2 separate regions of the Anser cygnoides genome follow, and region 2 is linked to region 1. The links are chromatin contacts, called in public Hi-C maps. All regions are on one chromosome and are shown on one strand. Each heading gives the region's core, a stretch centred on a gene start, on an enhancer-like site or on the middle of the called end of the contact. The rest is flanking DNA. Distances are from core to core; before and after follow the strand shown.

Region 1 (5,760 bases), core at 2,220-4,719:
GGCAGCGGGTCCGGGGGGACGGGAGGGACGTGGAGACCCGGGGCAGGGGCTGGAAATGAGCGCAGAGGAGAAGGGGCTGGCGCTGGAGGCCGGGGCGAGGGGTGGGCTCGCTGCGGCGGCCGCCGTGCTCCGTGGCTGGGGGCGCTGGAAAGGCTCGCCGCGTTCACCCGCCAGCCATCGAGCCCGGGGACGAGTCTGCTGGGTAATTAGCATCGGGTAATTAGCATCGGGGAGCCAGGGCGGCTATCAAACAGAGGCGCCCCCGTGGGTGGGCACGGCGAGCGGGTTATCGGGAGTAAGGAAAATGACTCACGGCAGCTCCTCGGGGCCAGCAGCGCCTCCGTGACCCCCAGCGCCGAGCTGGCAGCACCCTGGGAGGGTGGGCACAGCGCCGCTCTCCGCACGGGGACCGGGAAAAGTCCCCCCCCAGCTGCCAGCAGACCACCGCTCCGACGAAAACTACACACGGGTCTGCATGGCAGCCGCAGGAACGGCGTGAGGAAACCCTTCCCCGGTGCTCCGAAGCAATCGCTCGATGCCTTCCCTACTAGCAGGGGGTCTCGTCTCCCACGGAGCCCTCTTTTCGGAGCACGAGGTCCCCCGAACGAAGCCCCCGGGCTGCTCCGAGAGCACCGCGCACCGGGCTGGGCTCCTACACGAGCGGCTGAAGGCGACGCCTCGCTTCCAGCGGGCCGAGCTGGGTGCCACCGTCCCGCATCAGCGAGCGCCGCCGCCTTCCACACTTGGACTGCTCGGGTTTGCTGAGTCCCCCCCCGCCTCCCCGTGCACCTACGCAGAGGTTGGCACACGCAACCCCTACGGAACGGGCTGGAGAGGAAGGAGAGGCGGGCACGCACACACACACAGAGCTCTGTCTGTGCAGAGAAATAAACAAAGCAGCTGGGAAGGAAGCAGCGCCGACGCCGGGACTCACGGCAGGTGAGCTCCGAGCTGGGCAAACACCCACAGCTGCCAGGTGGCACCTTTGGGCCCGCCAGGCACCCCGCGTCTGCTCCCGTCCCCGTAACCGACCCCAGCAGGGCCCCGAGCCCACAGCCAGGGCCCCGAGCCCCACACCAGCACGCCCCGCGTCTGCGGCTGAGAAACCCGAGGCCGGGCGGCCACAGAGCCCGGCGGCACTCGGCGCGCGCTTCATTCACTCACCCCGCTTCTGGCTTTCCCTACCGCGGCTCGAATTCGCCGTCTCCGAGGCTCAACCCCGCCTGCAGCCGTCTCCGCCTGGCTCGCGCACGGGTGGGAGGCTCGGGGCAGGCACCCCGCCGCAGCAAGCGCCCCCGGGGAGGAGGTGAGACCCCCCCCCCCGTCCTGCTGCGGTCTGAGCCCTGCAGGACGAGGCCATTTTCCGTCCCCTCTACATTCAGCGCCCGGTACAACCGGTGACCCTGCTGCGTTGTGGTACTGGCGTCACAGGATCACAGCAGGAATCGCGCTCACAGAACCTCGGTGCCATCCCAGAGACCTTACCCGAGCAGATTCTGATCCCCCTCCCACCCCACTTTTTACACCAGCACGTAAATAACACACACAGTGCCTTACTGCCCACCTCTCCGAAGGGCAGGGAATAAACACGCGCACAGGGATGTACAGGACCAACCCACCAACGCACCCCAAAAAATTACAGGGGGGGAGAAATCCCAACGCAGAAGCCCCGGGGCAGCACGGGAGGCGTGGAACCACGCTTACCGCTTCTGCCACACGACCCTAAATTGAGAGGGGAAAAAGCACCAACTAAACGCACACGAACCCAAGCGACCCTACTCATCCCATCGCGGCAAACGAACCTGGCGCGGCCTCCGGATCGTCCCGAAGCCTCCCTCTGCCCGCTTGGGGCAAGGGGAGGAGGGAGCCAAGAATGGGGGAAGACCTTGCAGAGTTCCCACCAAAAACATAAGGGGCAGCCCCACGCCCAGGTGACGTCCCACCTCCGCTTTCCGTCCCCGCTGCTGCCCTTCGGGGTCGAGGCCCGAGCCCTGCCCGTAACCGTTCCTGGAAAGGACGGGGGGCGCGCGGGGCGGAGGAGGCACGTTAACCGGCCCCGAAACGCCCCGCGGGACAGCGGGGGGATCTGCGAAGCTGCCTGGAGGCAGGGGAGAGCTCTGCCGAGGACACGTCGCTGCAGCTCGGCGGCGTCTGGGCAGGGCCGCCTGCCTCCCAGACCGGTTCACCTGGCCGCAGCGTCCCAAGGCGAAGCGGCTCCGAGGCAGCGGCTCGGGGCGAGGGCTGCGGGGACGGGGAGGGAACCGGGGGCTGCACGGCGCCGGCCTCTCCAACCCCCCAGGAGAGGAGAGGGGGAAATTCGCCGTGCCGCGGCCGGGCTCCGTCCCACCGACAGCAGGGTGCCGGAGCGGGACAGAGCCCGAGCGAAACCCCACGGGGATCGAACGGCCGATTTCGCACCGTGCCCGGCCAGCAGGAGGGGAAGGGCAGGGTTCAGATAAGGCAAAACGAGCACGGAGGCGGCCCGAGGAGCGCCAGACGCAGAACCCCAGAAGGCTCCTCGGAGCGGGGGTGTCCCGGCCCCCCCCCCCCCCCCCCCCCCCCCCCAGGACACTGGGGTTTCGTGTCTGGGGTAAAGGGTTTGCAGCCCCCCCCCCCCCGGTGCGCCCTGCTCCCGGGGCCAGGCGGGGAGCGAGCCCGCAGCGCCGCCGCCCCCCCGTCCCGCAGCGGGGTGCCCTCGGCTCCCCACAACGTCCCCGGGTGAACGGGGAGGCCTCGGTGGGAAACTTGGGGAGGCCTTCACGAAAACGGGGGTGGCCCATAAGGGGGCTGGGGTCTCCTCGGTGTCTCGGTGCAGGGTCTCGGGGGGGGCTCAAGGCCCGTCCCCCAAACCTTGGGGCCCCCCTCAGACCTCCCTGCCCCACAGCACCACGTCCCCCCCCCATACGCCACTCCCCTCCTCCCCAAAACCTTCCACCCCCCAACAAACCCCACAACCCCCCCCCAAAAAAAACCAACCCCCCCAAAAAAAAACACCCCCCAAAAACCTCCACAGACCCCCCCAAAAGATCATAACTCCCCCAAAAAAACACAGCCCCCCCCAAGACCCCCACAGCCCCCCCCAAAAAAACCCACAGCCCCCCCCAAAGACCCCACAGCCCCCACAAAGACCCCACAGACCTCCCCTGAGACCCCACAGACCCCCCAAAAACCCCACAGACCCTCCCCCCAAGACCCCACAGTCCCCCCAAAGACCCCCACAGCCCCCCCCCAGAGACCCCCCCGACCCCCCGCAGCCCCGTTACCGGCCGGGCCCGTTGCCCACCTGCCGGGCAGCTTGGCGCTGCGCTTCCAGAAGTGCCGCCCGCTCTCGGCGGCCATGGCCGAGGGGGGGGGGGGACGGGACGGGGCCGGGCAGGGCCCGGCCGGCCCCGGCGCAGCGGCGGAGCGCGGAGAAGGCCCCGGCGCCCCCCTCCCCGCCCCCCTCCGCCTTCACCGCCGCCCGCTTGAAGCCGCCGCCGGCGCCATTTTGGTTGCGGGCGTGGAGAGCGCCGCCATTGGTCGCCCGCGATCCGGTTCCGGAGGCCGGGCCAATGGGGAGCAGGGAGGGGGAGTGACGTCATAGGGGGAGGGGAGGGGCTGGGGAAGGAGGGGAGGGAGTACTTGTGTGGGGGGTGGGATGTACCATCTCGGCTGCTGAGGGGGGGAGGATGAAAGGATGAACCATTATGGTTACTGTGGGGGTGGGATGAACCATCTCGCCTGCTGTAGGGGGGGAGTGGGGAGGAGTATTTAGCTCCGAGAGGAGCGGGGGGGGGCTGGCAATGGGCGCTGTGGGCGGGAGGAACCCCCCCCCGCGAGCCCCCCCCCGCCCCGCGCATGGTTGGGCGGGCAGGGTTAAACAGCGCCGTGAGGGCCGGGAGAGACTATTCCGCTGCGCGGGGGGGGGGGGCTGGCAAAACCACGGAGGGGAGGGGGAGCGGGTTAAACCACCCGCGGCGCGACGGGGGGAGGTGGCGGCGGGCTGAACCATGAAGGGGGGGGGGGGGGGGGCTGAGGGGTGGCGGGGTCCCCGGGGTGCCCCCCCCGGTTGCCATGGCACCCAAAGGGATGGGGGGGGGTCGGGGGCACCTCACTGAGCTCCCCAGGGGTCGTCCCCTCGTAACGGGGGCGGGCGTTATAGGGGAGGCCTCAGTGAGGCCACCTGGTGAGGTCACCTGGCGAATAAACGGGGATGAAGTGGCGAAAAAGCGCAGGTGTCAAAACAAATAGAAACGTAAAGTTATCAAATCAGTAGGGTTGGAGAAGCCCTTCATGCTCACCTGGTCCAACCACCCCCTACCACCACTGTCACCCACAGAACCCTGTCCCCAAGCACCACGTCCAACCTCTCCTTGAGCACCCCCAGGGACGGGGACTCCCCCACCTCCCTGGGCAACCCGTCCCAACGCCTGACCGCTCTTTCTGAGCAGAAATGTCTCCTCATTTCCCACCCGAACCTCCCCTGGCACAACTCGAGGCCATTCCCTCTGGTCCTATCCCTGGTTATGTGTGAGAAGAGGCCGACCCCCAGCTCCCCACACCTTCCGTTCAGGGAGCTGTAGAGACCAAAAAACTAAACACAAAAATAAAGAAAATAACCCCCCAAACCTTCCAAACAAATAAAAAATAACCCCCCAAAACAGCCTTTGCGGTGACATCATGGGACCCTGGCTGCCCCCTGGCATCCCTGAGGAGAAAACCCCACCATGGGGGCAGCCCCTAGCACCGGGCCTCAATGGCGGCAGGCGCAGGCCGCGTTGTGTCACCAAAGGCCTTGGGGACATGGGGACGTCCTGCTCCTGGGGGCAAGGCGCAATGGCCCCTTGCTGCCTCGGCCTCAATCAGCAGTGCCTGGTGGCTGGCAGGGCCGTGAGTCGGTGCCGCACCCCGTGCCTCAGTTTCCCCTGCCCGCAGAGGGCAGGGAGCCCCTCGGGGATGCCTCGGGCGCTGGGACACCCGAGTCCGTCAAGGGACGGCTGCCACCCCCAGCCCTGCTGTCCCCGTCCCCTCAGCATCGCCGCCCGTCTCCGCCGAGCACCGTGGGGAAACCCTTCGGGGTGCGGGAGGGCTGCGTGTGCTCATCAAGGGAGAGGAAAATAAAAACAGCAGGCGCGTTTCTGCAGAAAATTATTATTTATTTTTTTTTTCCGAGGACGGGGCTGACGGCAGAGGGCGGCACAGGCTCGTCGCAGCCACGAGGCCTGGCCTAGCAGCTGGGTGCTGTGGTGTAACTCGCCTTGGTGCTGCTATGTCCCTGTCAGGTGCTCTGGGAGATGCAGGGAGATGTTTCGGGGCACGGCGTGGCCGGGAGCAGAGCAGCGAGCCCAGAAGCCTGGCAGCTTTCGGTTCTGAACAAGAACGAAAGCCGAGAGAGAAGAATCGGTTCCTTTTCCCATCCTGAGGCTGAAGCGGAGAAAGGAAACTTAAAACTAGCAAAAATAGAGCATTTTGAGGCTCCCAGCTGCAGGGAGATCAGTGCCATCCCGGTCGGGAGGGCAAGCAGGGCTTCCAGAAAGGGGCTGGTCCGAACAGGGACAGAAATACTGCTCCTTCCAGCCAGAGCAACGTGGCCAAACACGTGTGGTCTACAAGGTGTGACCGGCAGCGTTACCGCAAATCACCTCGTCCCGTAACGCGACTGCAAACGCCGCCCAAATGCAAGGAATTTTCCCTGGTTTGGGACGCGCAGGTCCGAGGCACCGCAGGGCTGATTTCCACGCGCACGTGCAAGGCGGCGGTGGGGAAGTGGGAAAGCTCGGC
Region 2 (5,760 bases), core at 1,753-4,252, 130 kb after region 1:
GCGAGCTCTGCACATCCCTTCCACCTCACCTACCCCAACCCCAAGCCTCTGAGGACACCGGGCAGCCGCGGCAGGACCCCTGCGTCCCAGCCTGGCTGTCGAGGGCCCCCTCCCCGAGCCCGGTGTCCCCAGGAGCGGGTGGCTCTGGGGACAGCCGGCAGGTGGCAGCCCCGGCTGCGGGACCGCGGGGAGCGGCGGCGCTGCTGGGGCCGGGGTCAGCGGGGTCCTCCCCTGGCCCCGGGGGCTGAGGGGGCTGGGGAGGGGGCTGCAGGCAAAGGGGGGGTATGGGGGTGAATTTGGGGGACCCTTCTGGGGGGTCAGGGGTTGCTCTGGGAGGTGGGAAGGAGAAGTGACTGCAGGGAGGGGATGGAGATGGATTGTGTCCCTGGTGCTGGGATTGTGTCCCCAAAACGGGATCCTGTCCCCAAACTGGGATCATGTCCTCAAATTGGGATTGTGTCCCTAAACTGGGATCCTGTCCCCAAGCTGTGCCCGTGTCCCTTAGGGCATGGGGACAAAGGCAAGGCCCGGGGGTGGCACAGGGCAGGAGGTGACCCCAGCACCAGCCCGCGGTGCCCGTGGAGGTGATGGATGGTGGCACCAAGCTGCACCCCCCCAGCCTGTCAGGCAGCCAACCCCCCTCAGAGCAGGGAGAGGGGGCTGTGAGCTGCACCCCGAAGTCTGCAGGGCAGCACCTCAGCCCCAGCAGCCTCCACTTTCTCTTTCCCAGTGGCACTGGTTAGACTGGTCGGATGGAGCAGCTGGGTCCTGGGAGATGCTGGTGCTGGGCTGTGCCTGCACCCACCAACCCGGGAGCAATCCCTCCTGGCACCCATCCTGCACCCACCCTGCCTGGGGCACCCCGTGGGAGATGGGGTCCCTCCCTGCCATGGGTGGCCCGATACAGAGCTCGTCCCGAGAGCGGTGCCAGCTCTGGGGGGGGGCTGCACTGGGGGGGGGGGGGTGACATTACAGCTACCCTGGAATTGGGGGGCTGAGGCGGTGCTGAGCGCTTTCCACGAGGCCTGAAGCAGCGTGGGGGGCAGGGGGGGACAGCGGGCTGGGGGCACAGGGTGCTGCTCTGGTCCTGGCTGGGTCTCAGGAGGGTGCCCAGAGCTGCTCCAGCCCCGTGGCCTGCATACACCCGTGCTGCCGCTGCCAGGGTGATGGGATCTGCGGGGCCACAGCCGGGAGGGTACCGTGGGTCTGGGTTCTCCCCCCAGCAGGGCTGGTGGCACCAGTGGCACCCCCCCCCCCCCCCCCCGGCCTGGTGTCCCACCCACTTGCTGCACCGGGTGCACCTCTCCAACCAGCGGCATCACCCGGGCTGACTGCAGCACCTGGCTCTGTGGGGAGCCCCGGGGAGGAGGATGCTCAGCCCAGTCCCCCCCAAACCGCCCCCATCTGTGCAGAGCTCCCGGGGGCTCCCGGTGCTCCGTGCCTGCCCCTTCTCCCCCCGGCTCGGGGCACCGCAGACCCGCCGTGACCCCGCTCCAGGGGCTGCTGCCTTTTGAGAGTGGGTGGAAAAAGCTCCCCCAGGGGCAGGTTTCTAACCACAACGCTGGAACCCAGCCTGGCAGCGGGATCCCCGGGCACTGCGGGGTCACAGCACGCAGGGTTTCAGGCTCTGCGTGCGCCCAGCACCGGCGTATCGCCCGGTGGTCCCGGCTTATCAAAGGATGGAGCCGGCAGGGGCTGCTCCCCGGCGTGGGGACGTCCCCGCACGCTGCAGGATGCTGTGCCCGGGAAACAAAAGGGCCTGGCAGCACCCAGCACTCGTGACGGTGCCATGCAGGAATGAAGCTGGGGCAGGTGATCAGCTCGCACGACCCGGTGCCTCCCGGAGCGCAGGCTGGCCCCCGGGGCCACAGCACGGCCCCGCAGCGCGGGGTGACGTGACCGCACGGATGGGGCCGAGGCACAGCATCCACGTCGGATGCACCGGTCGGTCGGCACCAAGCCACACCAGCTGGTTTGGTGCCAAGCACTGGTGTGAAGTGACCAGGACCTAGAGGTGATGCTGGGGTCGGCTGCGGTCACCCAGTGCCGGGGAGATTGCTCCAGCCCCTGGATGTGGCTGGCTCAGCAAAGCGGCAGCGCTGGGTAAATGGGTGCTGGGCTCTTGGCCTGGATGGGTCCAGGTCTCCCTCTGCTAGCACAGAGCTTAAAAACCAGCACGAACAGACCCAGACAGGGTCCCAAATCCTGCCCAAAAGCCAGAGAGGGGCAGTGGAAAACAGTTCCCCAAAGGCATTCCCCCAGCCCTGCTTTACCCCTTGGCGTGCGGCCCTGCGTGCATACGTGTGTGCCCGTGCAGTGGTGCTTGTGAAATGGCCGGGGATGGTCTGGCACAGCTCTGCAGCCTGCCCCAGCCACCCCTGGGCAAAAAAAATGTCCCATCGCAGCAAGGCGAGCAGCGACACTTGGGCACCTGCCCTGCCTCTGCTCTGTCCCTGCACGGACAGATCATCACGGCCTCTGCCACGCGTGGTCCCGGGGACAGTGCCCGCGGCGTGGGTGACCCGGGCAGGACTCTGAATGCAGCTGGGGACCCCTGCAAGAGCCCCCCTGCCACGAGCACCGCGCTGCCCCTTGGAGCAGGGCTCGGTGAAGGGAAATCTGCATCGCCGGGGGGCACCTGGGGCAGCCATCCCGGCCACTTTCCCCCTGAAAGAGCCCCCGGGATGGATGCGCAGCCCCTGGGGCTGCTCCGGCCCTCCTGGGCATGTTTTCTTGGCAGTGGGAGCCGAGCGAACCTGCTGCTGCGAGCAAACAACCACGAGCCGGGCAAACGGCGGCGAAGAAAACACCCCGCGAGGCCGGCGCGGGTGAAACTCTGGGCACCGGCAGGGCAAGGGCTCTGACAATGATTAAACTGGCCAACCCAGATTTCCCGGCAAGGCAGCGCTGGGCTGGGACCCGGTGGTTCATATTATGCAAATCACCTGGATCTGGGAGCATGAACGTTTCAGCCTGGAATTCCCCTCGGGCCTCCAGATCGCGTTACGCCGCCCGTGCTATAAAAGAGGAGACGTGGGCAGGATCTGCCCATCGGCACAGCCTGGCCGGGCCCGCAGCCGTGGTTAGCGGCCGGGCAGGGCTCCCCTCGCCTCCCCCCTGGATTAGCTGCCGCCCCGCGAGTGCCATCGCAGAAGGTACCAAAGCTTTTTCCTTCGGGACCTGCTCCCCGACGGCGACGTCCCCCCAGCTTTGCTCCCTTCCCTCTGCATCTTCGCTCCCGCCGGGGATGTGCTCGGTTGGTCCTCGCTCGCCGCGCGCCCGCTGCCCCAGCGCAGCCACCGGCCCTTTTGGGGGGCCAGAGAGGGGCCCCCCTCCACCCCCTGGGCTTTGCCCAGCGACCAGCAAGATTTGGCTTTTCTACCACGGGCTGCCGAGTCACCGGGATGTGCTTTTTGGAGCTGCTGGCGGCCCTGCCCGTGGGCAGGGGGCAGGGGATGTGCCCACCCGCGGGGCTGGGGGCGCATTTGGTGGCCGAGGGTCCCGCAGGGGCCGTGCCGCGCCGTGCTGCGGGACCGACAGCCCCCTTGCTGCGAGAGGGGCTGGCAGGGCTGGGGAAGGGGCTGCCACCTTGTCCCCTGCCCCGGGGTGGCAGGGATTCAGGCCACCGGGCGGGCGTTTCGGCAAAGGTGACCCGAGAGGCGGCGGCGGACGGAGGCAGGGAGAGCTCAGCCTCACCCAGCCCGGTCCCGGGGCTCCCGCGGGTGCTGCGGGTTGAGGGCCGGGGCTCACTGTGGTCTCTCGGCACAGAGCTTGATGGCAGGATCTTGCGAGATCAGCAACATTTTGTCCAAGTACAACAGCACCATGTACCAGCAGGAAGAGTCGCAGCTGGCCCTGGATGTGCTGGGACACCCTGGGGACGACGGCAGCCTGGGGCTGAGCTTCCCCCCGAGCCTGCCCCCGGTAGACACCACAGGTGGGTGGGGGCGAAGTGGTGGTGGGCTGCAGGGGGGAGCCCCTATGTAGGGGAGAAGTGAGGCAGTGCAGCTGCCTTGGAAGAGCACCCACGGTCCCATGGGGGCAGGTCGATGGTTTGCACCATGCCTCAGTTTCCCCAGGGGGGTGATGGCTGGCAGGCTGCCGGAGGATGCGCCGGGTGGCACAAGGTGCCAGGCCCATAATCCGAACCCCATAACCCCAGCTCCATAATCCAAACCCCATAACCCCAGCCCCATAATCCAAACCCCATAACCCCAGCCCTATAACCTCAGACTCATAATCCCAGCCCTATAACCCCAGCCCCATAACCTCAGGCTCATAATCCCAGCCCTATAACCCCAGCCCCATAACCCCAGCCCCGTAACACAGCCCAGGACCCGCTGTGCCCCACGGGACCAACCCACGTACCCAGCCGCTCGCTGCCCAGCCCTGAGCCCCGCTCTCCGTCCCTTGCAGAAACGCCAGAGTGGTTCAGTGAGCTCCCATACTTCTGGACCAAGGTGCAGGTGCTGGAGTGGATCAGCTACCACGTGGAAAAGAACAAATACGACGCCAGCATCATCGACTTCTCCTGCTGCAACATGGACGGCCACACGCTCTGCCACTGCAGCCGGGACCAGATGCGCCACATCTTCGGGCCCCTGGGGGACGAGCTCTATGACCGCCTGCACGAGATCAGTGAGTGTCCCGAGGTCCCCTTTGTCCCCAGGCCTGGCAGCTCCGAGAGCAAGGCTGAGACCCCCCCCTCCTCCACCAGCCCAGGACCCCCGGAGCTGCTCAGGGTGGCGCAGGGGCACGGAGCGGTGTGCGGGGAGGGCTGGGCTCAGCTCCTGGCAGGCGCCGTTCCCCACCGTGCCGAAATAGGGTCACTAATCACAGTCCCCTCACCCCTGCAGCCTCTGACGAGCTGACCTGGATCATTGACTTGCTGGAAAAAGAGGATGCGAATTCCCAAGAGACCTTCCTGGACACCAGCCACCTGGGTACGAGAGGGGCCTCGGCCACGGCTACCCCCAGGGGCCACATGCGGGCGTGGGCAGGGCTAACCCCTTCTCCCCTTCTCTGCCCCTTCCAGAGCTGGCAAACCCCTGTGCCAAGGATTCCCTGGAGGACCTGAAGCCCACAAACCCTTTCCTCTTCACAGACATCACCTGCTCGCCCGACGCCATGTCCCCAGGCAGCTCCGATGTCTCAGGTCAGTGGTTTCACCCGGCTGAGAGCTCCCACAGGGCTGGGAGCGCAGCGGGAACCACGGGCGGGTTTGGGGCCGGTACCTGGCTGACCCCAGGGGCCTGGTGGGGGGAAAAACAATGGGAAACGCCTCCGGGTGCAAATCGCTCGAGGGCTGAGCCCCGTCCCTTTGCCCCCCCAGGGCCTGCCATGTCCCACAGCCCCAACTCCCAGGACTCCGGTGGAAGCGACCTCGACCTCGACCCCGTGGAAGCGAAGCTCTTCCCTGACGGTGAGCTGCGGGCATCCCCCCTGGGCCGGGAGGGCAGAGCTTGTGCCAGCCATTTAGGGACAAGCCCTGAACACCCATCTGCACTGTGGGATTTTTTTTTTTTTTTTTTTTTTTTGCGTGCCCTGGGCGCTATTCTCCCCATTGAGCTGCAGACGGGTGGGAAGGGGCAGGCGATGGCAGCGGGGTGAGGGCTGCAGCCGGAGGTGCTGGGCGCTGGAAGCGTCGAGCCCAGCTGGCGGCGGGACTGGGGACACTGGGGGTGCAGGGAGGCAGCGGGGTTTGGGGAAGGAGCGGTGTGCTGCCCTAAGAATGGAGGCTCCCCTGTGTCGAGGGGGGGG

The links. Hi-C and Micro-C count contacts between places; a contact is called where the count stands out from the background.
Region 2: a contact with region 1 is called in a Hi-C map of liver, with 2.0 times the contacts expected there. The contact joins the promoter of ELF3 here to the promoter of TBC1D22B in region 1. A contact is called at or near these places in 2 of 7 Hi-C or Micro-C datasets (both in liver).

Annotation. Positions count from the first base shown.
Region 1 is chr25:2,018,598-2,024,357 of Taihu_goose_T2T_genome, forward strand. It overlaps TBC1D22B (TBC1 domain family member 22B), which reads right to left and starts at 3,470. Exons shown (of 13, transcript XM_066983140.1): 1 at 3,284-3,470. The coding sequence starts at 3,339.
Region 2 is chr25:2,148,219-2,153,978 of Taihu_goose_T2T_genome, forward strand. ELF3 (E74 like ETS transcription factor 3) reads left to right here and starts at 3,003. Exons shown (of 9, transcript XM_066982923.1): 1 at 3,003-3,155; 2 at 3,769-3,937; 3 at 4,417-4,638; 4 at 4,857-4,943; 5 at 5,036-5,155; 6 at 5,333-5,422. The coding sequence starts at 3,775.